Linked DNA regions of Sus scrofa: region 2 is linked to region 1. A link is a contact called in public HiChIP or PLAC-seq data. All regions are on one chromosome and are shown on one strand. Each heading gives the region's core, a stretch centred on a gene start, on an enhancer-like site or on the middle of the called end of the contact. The rest is flanking DNA. Distances are from core to core; before and after follow the strand shown.

Region 1 (3,210 bases), core at 268-2,767:
AAAATCGGAAGTGACCTGCAGTGCGAAGACCCAACAGTTTTGATAAAAGAAAAGTACTCTTCAGGTCACATATCCCTCCAGGATCAGGCAAGTAAAAAGTCCCAAGCACTCAGTCCCAGGCAGGATGTCACACTAGTGGGAAAGGAAGGACTGGGAGGACACATTGCTACCAACTCCCCCCACCCCCACCCCACCTCCCCCTCAAGAACAGTTTTTCTCATGCACTGCATTCAGCTCCTAAACCAACTTGGTGTTTTCCTGAGGGAGCTGCAAATCTGGAGCATCCCATGGGGATGGTTTCTGGCCTCGGCCATTAAGGGGAAAAGACGTTCTCAGAGAAACAGTCCTGCGGGCTGGTCAGCAGAGATCTTGAGGTCGTGGCCACGGCTGCTCTTCGTGCAGAGCTGGGCTCTGGACTCCAGCTGCTCGCTGAGCTCATCCAGAGCCCCGGTGCAGGACTCCAGGCTCTCGGCCAGTTTCTGAATCTTGGCCTTCAGCACGGCCTGGCTAACCTTGGTGGCCCCTTCGGCCCTCCTGGGGATGAGGAAGCCTCGGGAGCCGAAGAAGATGATGAAGTAGACAGAGTTGTACAGCGCGATGGAGGCGTTCCTCCCGCACTGCAGCAGCTGGCGATCCCGGCGGTCCTGCCCGCGGCAAAAGAAGTCCAGGCAGCTCAAAAGCTCGCGCATCTGGTCCTGACAGGTGGCCACGATCTCCTGCACCCGCCGCAGCTCCCGGGAGTTGCAGAAAATCAGGGACAGATCGGACGTGATGGTGACTACCCCTCCGGCGGTGGCCACTCCCAGTCCCACGGCCGACGCCAGCAACGAGACCCCCAGGGTCACCGGGCTGAGCGAGAGCCCCACGATGGCGGCCACCGCGCCGGCCGCGCTCAGTGCGCTGCCAGTCACGTTGGCCGCCAGGGAGCGCCGGCGGAGGCGCTCGAGACGCCGGGCCACTTCGCGCAGGCTCAGCAGCTGGCCATGCAGCCGGCCGCGGCGGTCCAGCAGCAGCCCTGGAATCGGCGCAGCGCATCCGCACCCTGCAGCTCTCGGGCCACTGGCCCCTCCATGCCCTGCGGGGACACGACACGTGATTAGCCCGAAGTCAAGCACAGCAGCTACGCAAAGAGAAATGGGTCATTTTCCAGGGAGTCATGTTCCAAGTTCTCAAAGACCCGTTCTGTCTTCTAGGACAAGTCCCCTAAATCCTCAGGAACTTAAATCCGCGTAGATCAATAGGAATGTTGCTACTGTCCACTTTTCTCCCAGGGAACGCCGAGGATGGACTTAATATATTATCTGTTAAATAAGGGAGCGGTGATAGTACAAGTCTACTGCAATACTGAGGCCTCTTCTCTGAAAGGTGACACTTGAAAGCAGTAGGTTGCACTGTTAAAAAGTTCTTTCCTGGAGTTCCCGTCGTGGCCCAGTGGTTAACGAATCCGACTAGGAACCATGAAGGTGCAGGTTCGGTCCCTGCCTTGCTCAGTGGGTTAACGATCAGGCGTTGCTGTGAGCTGTGGTGTAGGTTGCAGGCGTGGATCCTGCGTTGCTGTGGCTTGGGGTAGGCCTGTGGCTGCAACTCTGATTCGACCCCTAGCCTGGGAACCTCCATATGCCGCAGGAGCGGCCCAAAGAAATAGCAAAAAAAGACAAAAAAAAAAAAAAATTCTTTCCTTACATGAAGACTTGGATCCTAAAAGTTTTGCAATGCAATTTTTTTTCCCTCTCAGAGGAGTGAAAAAGACAAGTCACCAAAAAAACTCAAAAAATCATATTGTCCGGAGTTCCCTTTGTGGCACAGCAGAAACGAATCCAACTAGGAAAAATGAGGTTGTGCAATCAATCTCTGGCCTCGGCCAGTGGGTTAAGGATCTGGCATTGCTGTGAGCTGTGGTGTAGTTGGCAGACGCAGGTGGGATCTGGTGTTGCCATGGCTGTGGCATAGGCTGTGGGTTACAGCTCCGATTAGAGCACTGGCCTGGGAACCCTCCATGTGCCGCTGGGTGAAGCCCTAAAAAGCCAAAAAAAAAAAAAAAATCATATTGTCTATCAAATGTAGGAAACTAATCTTTCTAAGTTAGATGCTTGCCTGAAGCAACTCTTCTGCTTGTTATTTTTCCCGGCTCTTATCTTAGAATCCTGCTCTTATCTTAGAATCAAGCCTAGGATGTGTTTTGCACTGTGTCTTCTAAGTAGAGCTCATCAGGTCTTCAGAAATCTCACCCTATGATGAGTCTTAATTAAAACTAAATGACATTAAATTAATTCTGCTATGTCCCTTTATTGTGAAAGCTTCCCTCAAAAATGAGTAACAGTTCAAAATCTTAAAAAGTGGCCAAATTATTTGTTTAACACCTCACTGAGGACTATCCATACCAAGTTAAATTGAAGCCAACTGAAGATGACTAACAGAGAGCACTGTACATCCTGGGTAAAAGTACATCCTTCCTAGTTGCCAAAAATTCCCCCCTTCATATCCACTCTACTCATTATCAGAAACTTCTTTAAAGTAGCAAAGAAGCCATAGAAATAGAACACTTCACTACTGTGAGACATCAGGGCAGAAATCATTATTCTCATCTGGAGGATGAGGAAATTGAAACACAGACATGTTGTAGATGCAGCTGATTCTTCACAGAGCCCAGTCTAGAATCTAGATCTCCTGACTCCTAGATCTTAACTTTATATGCATGCCTCCATAATTCCACCTGCCACTGACAAATTTCCTGATAAAGACACCTCTTAGCAAAATGAAACAAATTACTTAAAAAATATACCTAGACCAAGGATATAGCCCCAATATTACAAGTCCTATGGCTATTTTTCAGACAGTCTCCCTCTGGCCTCCCCCACTTACCATTCACTTCTGGCTGTCTCCAGGAAAGAAAAATCTGAGGCTGTTTCTGGATGAGCATGCTTTATAGTTCCAGAGAACCAATGACTGCCCTGGGAAAACCTTGTCTCATTTTGAGAATTTGCCATTTCCTGTCCTGGCCCCTGCTGCCTTCATCCAGAAGGATGTGACATGGTGGAAAATGACCACCAGCCTCGCAGCACATCCCGTATTTAGGAAATGAACATTGTGTGTTCGCTTTCCCCCAAACGCAGGAAAAGAACCACAGGCTCTTCCCCAACTTGAAACAAGTGTTGTCATTGTCCCAGGGGGCATACCCTGCCTTTCCTCTCCTGAGAATAGCTAATGACG
Region 2 (3,210 bases), core at 235-2,734, 64 kb after region 1:
ACCCACAGGGCCTTGGTTGCAAGTATTTGCCTGGGACACTTGCTCTAATCATTGGGAGCTTCAAAGGAAAATGATCTCAGGACAGAGAAACTGGGAAGAATTATAGTACCCCCACCCTGATGCCCAGTCTTTCCCATTCCTCCTTTTTTTGGACCTCATAAAATACAAACAAAACCCCACAAGCTCTAATCTGCCAGACACCACTAAGATCGGGTATCTTGGTGTTTGAAAACCCATGAGTTCCTTCAGCCCAAATCGGGTGTCACTTATTTGCTTCCAGTGATCAACCCACCGAGCAGTTTACGTTTGACGCCTTCTGAGGCCGGGCTTCTTGGGCGTCTGCTCCACTGAAGCCGAGTTCGGGGAACCGTCTGAAACATTTTCTTCTGTTCTGTTGGCTCTTTTGTTTTGAGGAGAGGAATCTAAAGGCAGGAGGGAATTTTAAAAAGAACACACACAAATAATCTTTATTAGAAAAAACAATGGCTGACACAAGTTGGCTCGATACTGAGGGGACAAAAAACCCACCACCTCCACCCACCATCCTGGATCCGTCATTCCCAGTGGCCTTTAAGGGCACAAAATGAGGTTGTTTTCACATAACAGAAAGTGTATTCTACGCCCCAAATCTCTCTCTCTCCAAAGCGAAGAGGGAGGTGGTTGATAAACATCCCAACGTTGTCACATACCTACAGCTGGCTAGCGGGGAGGAGCCGCGATGTTTTCAGTTAGAGAAATTATCAGATAGCACAGTCTCATGCTTCAGACTTAAAAGTCATAAACAGACCAGCAGCTAGCCAAATAGCATTTAAAACCTAAGATGAGGAAGGTGTGTTCCCCAAGAGCTAAGTCAGAATGCGCTGAAAAGAAAGCGGAGGTTTAAGATCCTCAAGCAGGGAAAACAGCACGGCAGACAAACAGAGAGAGGCAGACAAACAGACGTTTCATGCATTCGAAAGGGTCATTACCGTCTGTGGCAGGTCGCTTCCTTATCCCAGTGCACTGCTCCGCTAACCCCGTCTGGCTGTCCGGTGCATCAGTCTTTTGGTCTACCAAATGTGTGTCCTCTGAGTTGGCCTGAGACCCAATTAAAGGCACCGCCTGGCGGGTCCCGCTGACACCCTGGCCCTCCTGCGCCGGCACCTTGCAGGCGCCTTTGGGTGGCCGCGGGGGTCTGTAGTAGAACTCGGGCAAGCTGCCCTTTTCCACCTCCTGCCACTCGTATTTGCCCTCCAGGGGCTTGTGATTCTGAAAATCAAAATTCCACTTGCGCTGGCTGGCCTCTTCCATGTCTCTGCAGTGCTTCTCCAAGTCCCGGGTTAACTCTTCGTGATTGACCGGGCCGAAGAGGTTTCGGCAGGCCGAGGGCTTGGGGTACTCCGCCTGTCTGGCGTCCATCCGCTCCAGGCTCGGGCTCCCGTTAGACACTCTCACGTTTGACATCTTCCTCCCGGGGCTCGGCGACCGCCTCTCTCGCGCTCTCGCAAAACAAAACCGAACAAAACAAAACGCCTCGACCCAGCCCGAGCCCCTCTTATAAGCCCTGCGGCTGCCCTCCGAGCCAAGAGAAACAAACACCGACGAGTAAGCGCCCGAGCGTCAGGAGCGCGCTGGGGCTGGGGGAGGGGGCGAGGGGCAGCCCGGGCCAGGCAGCCCCGAGTCTCCGCCGATCAAGTGTACGGGCGAGCTGGAGGGCGGGGAGGGGAGGGGAGAGGAGCGCAGCGGAGAGAGGAGGGGGCAGAGCCAGTCCGAGTCCCCGCCGCTGCGAGCCCGCGGGTCCCGCCGACCGAGCGGCTCTCCAAACCTTGCCGGCGTCGGAGTCGCGGAGCGGCGAGAAAGTGGGGACAGGGGAGGGGGAGAAAAACACCCCGAAAAGACGAGCCCCCTTTTTTTAGTTGCCCAATATGGCGGTGGAAGGGAGGCTGACGAAGAAGAAGATGATTGACACCGCAAGTCTATTTAAACAGAGGAGGAGATCATTGGTCGCGGCGCCGGGAGCCGCCCAGCCGAGACTGGCGAGCTGGGCCTTAAGGTGGCCCCTGAGCCGCCGCTGCGCCTCCCCGCCTCCCGAGCGCGCCGCCGCCGAGCGCGCGGCCGGGAGCTCGACTGGTCGCGTGACTGCTGGAGGTGCCGGGCTGCCAGCAAACCTGCTCTGGCTGGCCTCGGAGAAATTAAAAATAAGACAAACTCGCCAAAAGGCCGGGGAGCCGGGGAGGGGCCTGGCCGGAGAGGTGGCGGGTTCTGGTCCCTGCGCTGCGCTCCGCTCCGGAGCCCCGACCTCCCTCTCCTCGCCGAGGGCGATCTTATTTTCCCCTCGCTCGCCGAGCGGGTAGGGGCGGGCAGCTGGGCTCGCCGCTGGGCGCTCGGCCCCCAGCTGGGCTCTCTCCCGGGGGGGCCCCCACCGCTCGCTCAGCGGGGGAGGCGGGGAGCCCCTGAGCCTGGGTGCCTTAGCTGGGGGTGAGCAGTGGTTAGCTCACCCTTAACCTAGAAGTCTGTGCTGTTCTAGGGGAGGCAGGGGGCTTAGGGGGGAAGCCCAGGAGGACGTCTTTCTATAAGTAGACTGGAATAGATGCTGCATTTGTAATGTATTCTGAACCCAAGCTCTCCCTCAATAAAAACAAGAAAAGGGCTTCGAGATCAAAAACTCTATTGGTCTCCCAAGTCCCTAATAAACTTAGTAGCTGTCTCAGATACATTTCGTTTAAAAAAGCGAGGATACACCCCTGGCCCAGGTTCTTGCTTCCCAAGCACTGTTAAGGCCACTGACTTGGTCTGCGTGTGGGAACTCGTCTCCTCTTTTATATTTTTCAGTTCTTTCCCGGCTTGTAGCAGTTTCCTCTACCTGAGTCCCGCCGCCAAATACAACAGCCCCTTCCTTCCTTCACCTTTCTCTCCCACCAGATTCACTTCTCCAGCCCACCCAGAACATTCAGATAGATACAAGTGAACGCTTTGAGAGAGCTGCAAGTCGCTGAAGGGTGAAAGTAATCGCAAAGTCCAGATTGTGAAGTGATTTATACAACCACCACAACCATGTTCTCAGATCTGATATTATTATTTGGGCGTTTCTCTGCTCCCCTTGGCAACTTGAAGTCTACCTATCCATATGATTTTGAGCAAGATGATGGGAGTTAAAACAGGATGAACAGGGCTATCATATCTGAAACAGAGCCCAAAGAGTCTTTAACTGCCTTCCCCCACTCCCATATA

Evidence for each region. HiChIP or PLAC-seq counts read pairs in DNA pulled down with a chosen protein or histone mark.
Region 2: a contact with region 1 is called in an H3K27ac HiChIP or PLAC-seq map of skeletal muscle. The contact joins the promoter of CDKN1B here to the promoter of APOLD1 in region 1. A contact is called at or near these places in 3 of 47 Hi-C or Micro-C datasets (brain, heart right ventricle and skeletal muscle) and 1 of 2 datasets of contacts at active chromatin or transcription factors (skeletal muscle).

Annotation. Positions count from the first base shown.
Region 1 is chr5:59,670,504-59,673,713 of Sscrofa11.1, forward strand. APOLD1 (apolipoprotein L domain-containing protein 1) reads right to left here and starts at 1,518. Exons shown (of 2, transcript XM_021092329.1): 1 at 1,015-1,518; 2 at 1-1,012. The coding sequence starts at 1,072. The coding sequence ends at 333.
Region 2 is chr5:59,734,347-59,737,556 of Sscrofa11.1, forward strand. It overlaps CDKN1B (cyclin dependent kinase inhibitor 1B), which reads right to left and starts at 1,485. Exons shown (of 3, transcript NM_214316.1): 1 at 969-1,485; 2 at 293-422. The coding sequence starts at 1,443. The coding sequence ends at 301.